3 separate regions of the Sus scrofa genome follow, and all the other regions are linked to region 3. Evidence: chromatin contacts called from public HiChIP or PLAC-seq data. All regions are on one chromosome and are shown on one strand. Each heading gives the region's core, a stretch centred on a gene start, on an enhancer-like site or on the middle of the called end of the contact. The rest is flanking DNA. Distances are from core to core; before and after follow the strand shown.

Region 1 (4,615 bases), core at 1,715-4,214, 210 kb after region 3:
ATAAACAAAAAAAAAAATCACAATTTTCTCTTTAAATTCTGATTTTGAGGAATGCTATCATAAATTTTTATTCTTAAACTATAACTGCATTCCCAGAGTATATACTAGCTGGTTAAAAAATATTAGTAATGTTTCATATATGGTTAGAATTATTTTGCTAATACATTATTTAGAATGTTACCGCAATGTTCCTGAGAAATCAGACTTTTTTTTCCTAACTTTGCCTCTACTTCTCTAGTTTTGTATCAGTTTTGTACTAGCCCTAGAAAAGAATTTAAGGAATTTACTTTGCTTGTTATTTGGAAATAATATGTAAAATTGAGCTCATTAATTTCATTAAAGTTTTGCAAGACTTTTTTTACAATTATCTGAGTCTGTTCATTTTAGATAGTATATATGACAGAAAAGTTAATGTTTCTTGATCTATTTGGATTTTTATTTCTTTTATGTATTTTTTTGTTAATTTACTTTTTTTAGAATTCCAACTATGTTATGTATGTTATTCTCAGAGTTTTCCTATATTTATGTTTATGTTTCCTACATTTATATTTATTGTACCCTTTTACCCTTTTATCTCTAGTATCATCTTTGTGCTAATTCTATTTTTTCAAACTCAGTGTTGCTGAGTGTCTGCTATTTGACCAATCCTTTTTCAAAAGTTCAGGTTGTTTTGTTTTGAGTGATCTGCTAAATTTTTTGTTTATCATCTCATTCATTTTTGCTTTTTAATCTTTATCATTTGCTTTCTTCTATTTTACTGTGGCTTACTATCTTTTGGATTTCTCAAGTTGAATGCTTAGTTCATAGGTTTTCCTTTCTTGTTTTTATATATGTGTATGTATATAAGTTATGTTTACATATGTATACACTACCTGTGTGCGTGCCTTAATTTCCAACTACGTGGAAATATGTGATAGTCTTTATATTATGGGATTTATGATATTATCATGCATAGTTCAAGAATGAGGTGTCTATATGTATTTTGGGGTTTTGTGGTATGTCTCACGTTTCCACATGGGCAAGGGAAGTCCAGAAATGTAAACATCATGATCTTTGTAGTGTTAGTTAGCCCTTACAATTCAAACTTCAGTTAACCCTTATAATTTATTTATTATTTATTTATTTGTATTGTCTTTTTAGGGCTGCACCCGAGGCATATGGAGGTTCCCAGGCCAGGGGTCGAATCGGAGCTGTAGCTGCAGGCCTACACCACAGCCACAGCAACACCAGACCTGAGCCACGTCTGCAACCCATATCACAGCTCACAGAAATGCCGGATCCTCAACCACTAATAAGGCAAGGGACCGAAACTGTGTCCTCATGAATGCCAGTCAGATTTATTTCCACTGAGCCACAATGGAAATCCCAACCCTTACAATTTAAAACGCATACAATTTCATTCTCTCCTTGCCTTGGGGAGGCAATGCAGTACAGTGGTTAACATCTCAGATTGCAGAGCAAGTCAGACTGCATTCAAATGCCAGTGCAACCACCTACTAACTGTGGGACTTTGGGCACATCACTTAAGCTCTATTTTCTTTAGTTTCATTATCTGTAAGATGGGGATATTGATAGTGATTACATTGCAGGGCTGTTGTGAAGGTTAAAGTAGCTACTTATTTATTCAAAGTCCCTTAGAGTAATAAAAATTCTTGAAATAATCCTGACACACAGTAATAAATATTAACTATTATGGTTATATTTGACACATAGAGAATCATTTTATGTTTAATGCAGTTTAGCACGTACTAAAATATTTATTCAGCATTCTGTGTATGTAGCAGAAGTGGTACATTTCATTACTTAGTAACTCAGAAGCCATGTTGCCAAAATTCCTCTAGAAATTTCACCTTTCCAGAAATTTTAACATCCTGTCTCCCACTGTTGACACTGCCATTTTGGCTATTCTTTATTAATAATACTTTTCTTTCTATACAGATACATTCAGGTTACACCATCTTGAATCAGAAGCCCAATTTATTTTGGACAATGACCCAGTGTTTGCTAAGTAAAAAATTCTCCTGAAGCTTGGAAATATGCATAAATCTGGAAAGAAAATAAGCAACAAGAAAGTGAATTATCTTATAGGTAGGAAGAAAGATAGATACATAGTATAATTTGCTAAAAGCATAATAACTTAGTGAAGAAAAAAAAGAGCTCCAGCTATGATGTTGGCTAAATAATAAATTAGAAAACTTCTTTTGGAAATTCTAGACCCCAGGTTAGATGAGTGCACAAGGAGGAGCTGATCGGTTTATAATTCTTGTCTCTAGATGGGCACCATCTCCTTCCACCTTGTTGCTGAGAGCAAGCCACGGCCAGTTCCCTTCACTCAGTAAAGTGCAGATATTATGTCATAATCAGAAAAATCCAGCTCACTTCTTCCATTTCATTTCCATTATCCACCATTTTAATTGAAATTCTCTTCTCTATTAGAAGACACACACACAAAAAACGTTGTTTTTCATTTACACTGAAAGACAAAATGTTAAACATATGTGCTGTGCTGGTAATGGTGCTTCTCAAAGTTGGTAAAGGGCTAGACTGTCTGTGATTTTCTGAGGAAGAGAAAAAAAAAGACACAAGGTCAAGGTAGTAATCCATGGATTCTTTAATCCATCCTTTACTGTGATTCTTCTTTGATCCTCTTCCGTACAATTTTGCCATTTCCCTTGGCTTCTATCTGTGACCTCTGTAGTCTATTCACCAAAAAGTACTCAGCGTGATCTTTGCAAAATCTGTTAGATTATGTCATTTCTCTGTTTAAAAGTACTTGAAGAATTTCCTATCTCACTCAGGATACTTACCATGTGATCACCAAGGCCCCTGTGATCAAGCTTCTTATTATTTTTCTGAATCTGACTCTGTCGTTTATCTTACTCTCACTCTTCTCTGTGGGCTGCCTTCTTGCAGTTCTTTATACTTCTTAAAAAATATTCCTGCCTCAGGGCATTTGTACTTCCTGTTCCCCCATGCTGGGATACATTTCCACACAGAACCACAAGGTTCACTCCCCTCCTCTATCCAGTCTTTGTTTTGATTTCAAATAATTTCATCACTTCCAAGCAGCCTTTCCTAAATAACCTATTTATAGCACTATGGCATCCATCTTCTTGTGTCTCTTTAGACTTTTTAAATTTTTCTTCTTAGGTCTTACCACTCTCTGACATATTTTTACTTTTTTGTGTATTTATAGTATGTCTCCATTCACTAGAGTATGAGCTTTGAGCACAAAGATCCATTTATTTTGTCCATTGGTATATTTCAAGCATCTAGAACAGAACCTGGAACACAGTAAGTGCTTAATAAATATTAGTCAAATAAATAATTTAATCCCCAAATGTGGTTCTACTGGACTAAGTAAGCACAAAAAGCTGTGTTGCTAAATTATCTACACATTTGTATAACCAGAGTATCAGAAACCAGGAGTGGGAGATGGAAGGCAAATATTTTAAGCATTGAGATAAAGTTTACTTTATGTTTCTGAGAGAGACTAATAAGTTTATGATATAGTGTGACAAAAAGCTATTATGAGTGAGTAAAATAATTGTTGGATCTAAATTCAGCACAGCCCTTCTAAAATATTTTGAGCAAAAATTTGTTTTAATTGTAACATAGGTGATTGACGAGGTTTCTGAGCAGTAGTTAAAAATCTTTGAACTGAATGTTCTATGATCTACACTGTGAAAATAGTCAGAGCACCAGAGTCTCCAGGATATATTTTATACTGTATGGTAATGGTAGCTCAATATCAGTAATGTGATACCTGCACTCCAAGGACAATAGTCCTGCTTTCTCCACGGTCACCTCCTCTGTTTTCTGTTTGTTTGTTTTTGTATCTGAAGCAATATTGGATAACTCATGGTATGTGTGTGTGCACGCACATGTGCTGTGTGTACGTGTGTGTGTAAGAGACGAATATAAGTAATAAAGTAAGCATGAGTACATTTCTATTTTAATAATTGTGACCCTATGTCCGTCACTGTTTATTACTTCCTATCCTCATTAAGCTTACCTTCTTGATTGATGGATTTATTAACTGATAATGGTAGAGATGGAAGGAGGATCCAGATGCATATAGAGTAAAAAATAGCAACTAATCACAAAACTGCATTGACCAGAAACATCTATTTGACTACCAAAGCAATGGGCTGTCATTGGTCACTGAACCTCAGCTCACTAATACTACTCTCCCACTTATTTTGCCTGAAAACCGCAACTCTTGATACTTACTTTTCTCAATTGCCAGGAAAGAGGTAGAAATATCTTGTCATGGAGAGTCGTTCAATGGTGGGCATCTGGGCTTTAACGCTTGGTGTTTCAAATGATTGTTGTACCTGAAAACAAAAAGAGGCCTAGATGATACATACTTCTTATGCACTCTCAAAATACATTTTGCACACTGAGCCAGAAAATTCTTGGACGGAAGGGTACTCCTGGGATTGATGGAACAAAGACTTTGGATATTCTAACTCCCTGTCACTGCTGCCCTACCACTTAGAAGTGATACCCAAGGTCAGGATATATTCTTCATCTCAAAATAAATACCTTGTGCCTAATTGAAGTCTTTTCAATCTGCATTTTGTCTGCTTTCCATTTCTGATCTACTGATCTA
Region 2 (4,355 bases), core at 591-3,090, 130 kb after region 3:
GTGAGTTTAAAGGCCTTCTAAGGAAGTATAAATGCCTGTGAATAAATAGGCATGCCTAAGAGGCAGTAAAAATCATACTTTAGAAGAAAACTTTAGAAGTAATAAAATGTGACTACACAGCAAATATAATCATGACTGTACATATATTCCCTTCAACTGTGCATGTAAGTTGTTTCTCTTCATGTTCTCCATGGGAAAATAAATAATAATTATAAAAGTGTTGTTGGTTCTGGAAAATTACATGTTATTCACACAAGGCATAATAATTTTTAAAAAATCAGAAAGTTAACTTTTTGTGTACATTCATAATCAAAATTAGCAAGGGGTGCCACTGAGCACTATGTTGATGTAGAAGAAAATATCAAATATATTTGAAGATACGAAAAAGGCCACAACGGTAGAGCAAGATTTAGTGAAGAAGCTGAGAAACAGAGTTCAAGACAGATCATCGGTCAAGGAGCTTCTGATAATCACACTGAGGAGTCTTCTGCTGTGAATTGCAAAATTTTATTGTTGCTGACTTTAGGCCTATGGGGAAATGACTGACACAAAGCAAAAAAACATAATACTTAATAGCTAGCCCAAATTTACTGAGACAGTCAGGGAATTTTATGATAAAGTCTTATCAACACATGGGAAATTACTGTGTAAAAAGACATTCTACTCAATGCTTATCGTTGGCCTGAGAATAAAAGAAAAGGGAACTTATGGATACTAAATGCCCTATTTTTAAAGGTATATTTATATTATGTAGACCAGTTAACTGCTGTTGAAAGCAAGCTGGACCATAACAAAAGCACTTCAAAAAATTCACTTTCCAAAAAAGCGATTATAATTTAGGTCACTGTATCATTGATTTCAAGCAGAGATAATGCTAGCTGTGGATCCTTTTTAGTTAGTTTTTTATTCCAACCATCCCACTTCTGTAATTTGGGGTGCCAAAAGAGAATTCAATTACTTGGATTCAACCTTGAACATACTTCAGGCTATTTCAACCTCTCCTTTACCATCATGCTCTCAAAAGGCTCCAGAGAGCAGCAGTATAAACTCTGCCTTCATCACAAAGCTTAACAAGGTTATCAAATACCGTACATTGGTACAATAATTTAAGCAACCTGGAGCTTTTGTGATTATTTGTTTGCTTAGTTAATGAAAACTAGATCTGATGGCACATTAATGGTATTCAGGTGACAGAAACAGCTTTATTTAAAGTAAAGGGAGAAATCCAGGGACTTGGGCCATAGGCATATTTTTCACGAATTAAAGAAAAGTTTCAGGCCCCTCAGTCACTTTAATAAGTGAATCCCAAAGGGATGAAAAGCAAAATCCTTTGTTTTAGTCCTTCTTTTGCTTTCTTTCAGTTTCCATCCTCCTACTGTTTTGTATAGGGAATGTTTATGGTGAGAATTCTGCAGTGTAAAAAAATCAAGGCATGTTGAAATCAGAAGAGGAGTGGTATACATTTCCCAAGAGATATTGCTGGTGCTCTGACTGAATGCAGTAACTGATGAAACTTTGAGTTCTCCTTTTTGTGGGAAGCTGAGAATACATTTTAGTTCCATGAAGAATGGTGTAATACGTTAGGGTAGAGTCATTTATTCTTTTGCTTTGTTTTGTTTTTGAAGTTAATGCTAGGACCTGGACAGCCAAAAATAACAAATACTTGTCAGGCAAATAAGCATATAGCTGTAGGCATTTATCATATTCTCTATGACAAATATCCAGGCCCTTTTTAAGGATAGGCAATTCCTTACCTGGTGAGTATTAGTGGAAGGAGAGTGGAGTGGAGGCAGTGGAGGCACTGTGACTCAGGGTGCCTCTGTTCCACGGCAATTGCAACAGTTTTCTGATTGGCCTAATACTACTGATTCTGACCGTGGCCCTCTCTAATGCCCCTAGCTTGTTCTTCCTCATTTTCCAGTTCCAGTTCTCTAGCCTTCTTGGAATTTCAGTGAGTTATGTAACACTCTTGATAAATTCCTTTTTTCTCTTTAAATGTGCCTAAGTCAACGCCTATAGCTAAGAATTAAGAGCAAAGACTTACTCTGGGTCCTGCAAAGTACCTTGAAGTTTATGAATAGAGAATAAATGTAGATTATCAGGAAACTGTTTAAAATAGGAGCCTGATCTATAATCACATGGGCTAAACTTGAAGTTAATGTTCTTTACTCCGACCCAGAATTGTTTACCCAGCAAACAAGTCACAATCCCATCAGGAGTAAGTGCCATACTTAACTGATATTTTGAAGTACATTGGGAACTGATATACTATCGTACTTCATATACAACTAATAGAGTCAATATACTTCTTCTAAACAAACAAATAAAAACAACTTCCTGCCAAGAAAATTGCAGGCACGGATGACTCTACTGGTGAAGTATACCAAACATTCAGAGAAGAATTAATACCAACTCTTCACAAATGTTTCCAAAAGTTACCATAGAAAACACTTTCCATTCAATGATGCTAGTAATACATTGTTATCAAAACCATTCAAAAATATCACAGTGAAATTATAGATCAATATATTTTTAATAAATACACAAAAATACTTAACAAAATACTAGCAACATGTGCCCAGCAATATATATAAATTATTATGTAACATAACAGTGTGATGTATCCCAGAAATGTGATTGTTTTAACATGAAATTCAATTAATGTAATGCACCAGATTAAGAGATCATAGTACAAAAACCACTTGATTATGTTGGTAGAAAATGTATTTGTCACATCTAACATCCTTTCATGATAAAAACACTCAGTAAATTAGGAATAGAAGGGAATTCCTTCAATCTGATAAAGGATGTCTTTGAAAAACCCCAGCTAGTGTCTTAATGTTGAAACACTGAATGTTTTCTCTGTAAGATCAGTAAGAAGATAAGGATCATTGCTCTCTCTCTACTTCCATTCAACACTGTACTGAAAGTTCTAGCCAGAACAAATAGGCAAGAAAAGGAAATAAGACTCATCTGGTTTAGAAAAAGGAGGAAGTAAAACTAATATTTTTTGGCAGTAGACATATATAGAGAAACCTGAGGAATCCACCAAAAATCTATTAGAAATAACAAATGAGTTCAGCAAGATTACAAAATTCAAGATCAAATACAAAAATTCAATTATATTTCTATACACTAGCAATGACAATTCTGAAAATGAAACTAATAATTCTACTTAGAATAAAAAAGAACAAAATTGTTAGGTAATGATTTAAGGGAAAAAAGCAGAAGACTACATATACACTGAAAGCTATATAATATTATTGAAGGAAATGAAAGGATGGAGTTCCCGAGTGGCACAGGGGGTTAAGGATCTGGTGTTGTCACTGCTGTGGCATGGTTCGATACCTGGCCTGGGAACTTCCACATGCTGTGAGTGTGGCCAAAAAAAAAAAGTTAAAAAAAAAAAGAAATGGAAGGATATCTAAATAAATGAAAAGACATTCAATGGCTATTGATCAGAAGATTTAATATTGTTACAATCTGCATTAAACACCTAGCTGGCAATTTTTTCAGAAATGAACAAGCTGATCTTAATAAGAAAATTCAAGTGCTTGAAAATAGTTAAAACATCTTAAAAAAGAACAAAGTTGGAGAGAAACCCATCATGATTTTGAAATGTATTACAAAACTAGAGTAATCAAGACTAGATGGTACTGGAATAAGACAGACATGTAGATTGATGGAAGAGAATTATTAGTCCAGAAGTAAATCTTTGCATTTATGATTAAATTCATTTTCAGTTAGGATCCCAGATAATTCAGTGGAGGAAAAAAATAGTCTGTTGAATAAATGGTGGCAGAACAACTGGATGTCTACATGTAAAAGTATGAGGTTGTACCTCCACCTAACACCATACCCCAAAATTAACTCACAATGAATTACAGACTTAAATGTTAGAGATGAAATCATAAACTGCTTAAAGAAATACAGAGAAGCACACCTTTGTGGAATTTAAGTTAGGCACTAGTGATAGTAAAAGTATGAGTGAAAAAGAAAAAATTAAAAAGTTGGATTACATTACAATTAAAACTTTTGTGCTACAAATGATACTATTGTGAAAGTGAAAAGACAACTCAAAAAATGGGATAAAATATTTTTTAAATATATGTCTAATGAGGGAGTTGTTTCTCAAATATATAAAGAACTTATAACTCAATAAAAAAATGATAAATGATCCAATTAAAAAATGTGCAAAGGACCTGAATAGATGGTTTCTCCAAAGAAGATTTACAAATGGCCAATAAGCACATTGACAGATGCTCAACATCATTAGCCATAAGAGAAATGCAAAACAGAACCACAATGAGATACCACTTTATGCCTGTGGGGATAGCTATAATCTAATAGATAAT
Region 3 (4,848 bases), core at 1,634-4,133:
GAATGGCTTGTTGTTTTGAATGTCAGGAGGTTAAAATTTTAATTTAAATATGCATAAGCATTAAAATATGTTCCAGAGAATGTCACATCAACTTCAACCTCAAAGTACTAATTATGTTGTTTGGGTTTCACATTTGACACTGTTCTGACTAAACTGATATCCCCAGTTCAGAATTTCTAAAAATGCTCAGATCTCAGTTTCTTAATATATTCTATTTAAAGTAGAAACATTAGGAAGAATTGAATTACAGGAACATTATTTCACAGTTTCAAGGACATAAAAGTCAAAGCATACTGCTTGCGGCTAATGAACAATTATGAAGATGTATAAGCCAGCACTTTATCTACTAGCACTAAGATAAAAGAAATATACTTGGACAATATGTAACCATTCAACAGGATGGATTAAAATAAAGAAATTTTTAAGTTTGGAGTTGAATTAGGAGCACGAATTTGTAAATTGGATGAGAATATGTAACTGTTTTTAATACTTAACTAACAAGTTTCATTTTTCCCTAAAGATACTTAATTGAAAGAAATAAATGATGCAAGAGAATCAAGAGAAATAATTATTAACTAACATTTTATGCATATATATAGAGAAAATAGATTGCAGCACAGTCAATTGAAATAAGACAAAATTTTACTTTATCAGGCAATCAGAATTCTCATTAAGAAGCTCATTATAGAAGTTCTCGTCATCGCGCAGTGGTTAACGAATCCGACTAGGAACCATGAGGTTGCGGGTTTGGTCCCTGCCCTTGCTCAGTGGGTTAAGGATCCGGCGTTGCCCTGAGCTGTGGTGTAGGTTGCAGACGCGGCTCGGATCCCGCGTTGCTGTGGCTCTGGCGTAGGCCAGTGGCTACAGCTCTGATTCAACCCCTAGCCTGGGAACCTCCATATGCCGCGGGAGTGGCCCAAGAAATAGCAACAACAACAACAACAACAACAACAACAACAAAAAAAAGCTCATTATAAATTCACAGTAAAATGCTAATTGATATTTGTTGATGACCTTGAAGCAATTTCTGATTGATAAAAAATTAAGTTAGAAGTTAAAGTAAGCACAATATGTTTTTTATGTTAATATATTTTATAATTTTGAATATTATTTATGCATGCCCAATTTGTGGTGATCTTATGAGCTCTATCATTGATAAGTTGAAATACTTCGGTCTAGATTATTATTTTTATTATTTTTTTTTGTCTCTTGTCTTTTGAGGGCCGCACCTGTGGCATATGGAGGTTCCCAGGCTAGGGGTCTAATCGGAGCTATGGCTTCCGGCCTCCACCAAAGCCACAGCAACGCCGGATCCAAGTCACATCTATGACCTACACCACAGCTCACGGCAGTGCTGGATCCTTAACCCACTGAGTGAGGCCAGGGATTGAACCTGCAACCTCATGGTTCCCAGTTGGATTTGTTTCCAGTGTACCATGATGGGAACTCCAGATTATTATTTTTAAATTATTTATGATATTATAATAATTTTAAACTTTGGTACAATAATGTTTAGAAATGGTATGGATCAGGTTAGTAGCTACCTAAAGGCACAGAACATAAGAATGTGTTTCTGTGTGCTAGCTGCACACATCTATAACATAAATCCAAAATAAATGTGGTAAAAAGTAAGATGACATAGGAACCTGAGAGACTAAAAGACGATTGGGAGACACGTGGCAATGGAAATTGGCTTTTGGTACTAGAGAGGAAAAATAATAAAATGAAGGAAAAAAAAAAAAAAGCAACAACAAGGCATCAGAAAGCACTGCATTTAAGTTCTCTCTGCTACATGAACAATTATTCCTGAATTGTCTTGATTTTCAAAACATGTGGAGAGTTGATAAAAATAGACTAACTTTCTACAAACTGAGACAATCTCAAAAATTCGGGAAGTGAAAAGTCACAGACAAAAATGGGGACTTACAACTCATTGACTAGAAGACACCTATTCGTCAGGATTCTTTCTACTCTAAATTATTCAACTTACATTGGATTAATAAACCTGGCATATTGTTGGCTAATGTAAACAAATAATTCAGTTAAAATGGGAGCTAGAACTCTAATCATTATGATTTCTTCTTTGCACTCCCTGGGCTATCAGCTCCCAGTGTGATGCCTCTCAGATGTGAAATGGCAGCAGCGGCATAGGCAGTCCTCACCTTCTCCACCCGCCAAAGAGAGAGTGTTGTTGTCTAGCATGTGTAGCAATTGTTCTGAGGAACACATTTATGGGACTGCATTAAATGACTGGCAATGCCTGAAGCAATCCTTGTGGTCAGGAAAATATAATATGCTTATTCAGGGAAGTCTGTACTCATCCACTGATTTGTGAACTCAATAAACAAATGAATTTCTTGATCTCAGTCACTGAGGCCAATAAAACCCTAGGCAGTATCACCAAAATTGCGTAACTAAAAATGGAAAAATGGTTTCCCCAAAGCAAATGAAATATTATTATTTGAAGGAAGGAAAATGAATCCTGAATAGCAAGCAACTGCCGGGGAATTCATAGGTGCTTTCATGATTCAATTCATACATACATCGGGTATGTTTCAAGGAGGCTGAACACAGAAAGCACATTTCAATATTACTAGCCAGGAAAGGGGGTATGTCAGAGATCACTAATACGGTGAACTAGTTTTATGAATCGAGGCCATGCCAAGATTTTTGATCTATTCTCTATCAATGACTCATTTATATATTGTATATCATTTTTAGGTCATTATGCCTGTACCTGTTATTGTGAGGCAGTCCTGTGTTTCAGACATACCCATGTGGGTTCACTCCCCATGGATACCAAATACTCATGCTTTAAGAACCAAGCAAGTGTCCTTTTCTGCAAAGACAGAGTTGAATCACTTTCATATCTGTCACAAGTAGACTTATGCACATACTGATTTGTGTAAAAGAGTCTGTTGTAATGATTTCTTTCAGTTCCTGTCTTCTCTACTTAGCTTTGAGCTTTTGGATGATAGTTTGATTGATTTTATCTCCAAGGTATGACACAACAGGATAACATACTTAACAAATGCTTTGTTAAAAAATAAAACATATAATTTAACCTCCTCATTTATTATTTACTCAAATAGTAGTAATTTTATGTTGGAAAAACTCAAGATATGGAGACTAATATATATATGTATACTATGTGGCGATAATAAATAATTTGTATTTATTTAATACTGATTATCAATTATATGCTTTATATATATTGTATCATTTAGTTCTCCTATCAAACTTACTTCTAGGTGTTGATATCTCCCTTACGTACAGATGCCAGCCTACACCACAGCACAGCAATGTAAGATCTGAGCCACGTCTGCAACCTACACCACAGTTCATGGCAACACTGGATCCTCAACCCACTGAGCAAGTCCAGGGATCAAATCCGCATTCTTATGGATCCTAGCTGAGTTCATTAACCACTGAGCCATGAAGGGAACTCCTAGAAATCTTGTTGATTTCTTAGGATTTATTTCAAAAGTGATCTTTTAAGAAGAAGACAAACATTTTTTGAGGATTTTTTCTTTTTGGAGGGGAGTGGAGATTGTATTCAAACAGTACCATACTCAAAAGACCCTACCTGTGTGGGGTATATATAAATGGCAGCTTTGTGAAGCAGTTATAACAGTATTTGGTCCTTTAGGAACCCCAGCCACTCCTGGAGTATCTCATGTCTTCTCTGCATTTTCAAAGAGTTTCACTGGCAGAATATTGGTGAAACTCAAGTTTGGTCTCATTTAATTGAGTCTCCTTTAGTTTACGTTACATGCCCACCAGTAGAGAAGGCCTTTATGGGAACCATGTTTCATTTTCAAAGAGTGTCCCCTCTGTCCTTGCTGTATGACTCTCCTCTGGAACTGCTTTTCAGTGATTTCTTCTTTTCCAGTGTAAGTTAACTAAGCTCTCGATTTAACTTTGGGTCTCAAAATATATTAGCTGATCATATATTATCTCCTACTCATGATTAACTTTACAAGGTCCCATCTTTGTCATTGCTTTTTTCCCCTGGGGAAAAAAAAGTACTAAATCATTTAAACTTCTCACGAAGTTGCCGTGTTTTCCTTTTTACTTTCTGACAAATCCGCTTTTTATTGTTTGGTTGCATGTGAGTCTAATCTAACACAATGAAATGGAAAGAGCCAAATCATTAGGAAATGTTAAGTAGGTTGTTCCTAAAATAGATTTGGGAACTTATACCTCATCACATTTCTAGTTGTTTTGACAGGATAAAATTGATGGAAATTGGTCGTTACAAAATATTAATAGTATGTTAATATTAACATTGGCTATAGCCAATTACAAGTTGGAAGGGAACCATGATTATAATTACATTTGTGTGTTTGTATTCCTAAAGAACTGTATCAGGACCATTAGAATAATATACAACTCCTGTAAATATATATCACATACATTAGGTATGAGGGAGATCAGAGCCAGAAAGCCTCATTCTTTCTCCCTCAGTGTGTTCAAGAGAATGACTAGAGGAGGAACAAAATATATTTATGCTTCCTCAAATAACAGGTCCTCCCCTAAATTTGGAGAAAGGTAGCTATTGCAAGCAGAATATTGGTGAAACTCAAGTTTGGTCTCATTCAATGGAGTCTCCTTTAGTTTAGGTTACATGCCCACCAGTAGAGAAGGCCTTTATGGGAACCATGTTTCATACAAATACATACTCTATTCCTGACCTGCTCATATGTCCCAGAACTTCCTCTTGTGCTGAGCCAAGGAGGAGAGGCTAAGTGTCCAAGACACGTTTCACACCTTCATATACCCAGAGTAGGAAACAAGGGACAGCAAGACCGGGAGGATGAAGAAAGAAGAGAGAGAGAATTTATTTCA

The links. HiChIP or PLAC-seq counts read pairs in DNA pulled down with a chosen protein or histone mark.
Region 1: an H3K27ac HiChIP or PLAC-seq map of alveolar macrophages shows a contact between it and region 3. The contact joins two enhancer-like sites. A contact is called at or near these places in 1 of 47 Hi-C or Micro-C datasets (embryonic fibroblasts) and 1 of 2 datasets of contacts at active chromatin or transcription factors (alveolar macrophages).
Region 2: a contact with region 3 is called in an H3K27ac HiChIP or PLAC-seq map of alveolar macrophages. The contact joins two enhancer-like sites. A contact is called at or near these places in 1 of 47 Hi-C or Micro-C datasets (embryonic fibroblasts) and 1 of 2 datasets of contacts at active chromatin or transcription factors (alveolar macrophages).

The regions. Positions count from the first base shown.
Region 1 is chr9:35,166,252-35,170,866 of Sscrofa11.1, forward strand. LOC100522887 (caspase-13) reads right to left here. Exons shown (of 10, transcript XM_003129812.6): 9 at 4,234-4,337; 10 at 1,316-2,558. The coding sequence ends at 4,239. Among named protein-coding and RNA genes, the nearest start is that of CASP1, 31 kb to the right of the region's middle. Within about 2 kb of position 2,965, at least 2 of the 83 cell types and tissues checked have an H3K27ac peak or open chromatin away from gene starts, as enhancers often do. A contact at or near this core is called in alveolar macrophages, where this site is marked.
Region 2 is chr9:35,095,116-35,099,470 of Sscrofa11.1, forward strand. No RefSeq gene overlaps it. Among named protein-coding and RNA genes, the nearest start is that of CASP1, 100 kb to the right of the region's middle. Within about 2 kb of position 1,841, at least 3 of the 83 cell types and tissues checked have an H3K27ac peak or open chromatin away from gene starts, as enhancers often do. A contact at or near this core is called in alveolar macrophages, where this site is marked.
Region 3 is chr9:34,959,853-34,964,700 of Sscrofa11.1, forward strand. No RefSeq gene overlaps it. Among named protein-coding and RNA genes, the nearest start is that of CASP1, 240 kb to the right of the region's middle. Within about 2 kb of position 2,884, at least 1 of the 83 cell types and tissues checked has an H3K27ac peak or open chromatin away from gene starts, as enhancers often do. A contact at or near this core is called in alveolar macrophages, where this site is marked.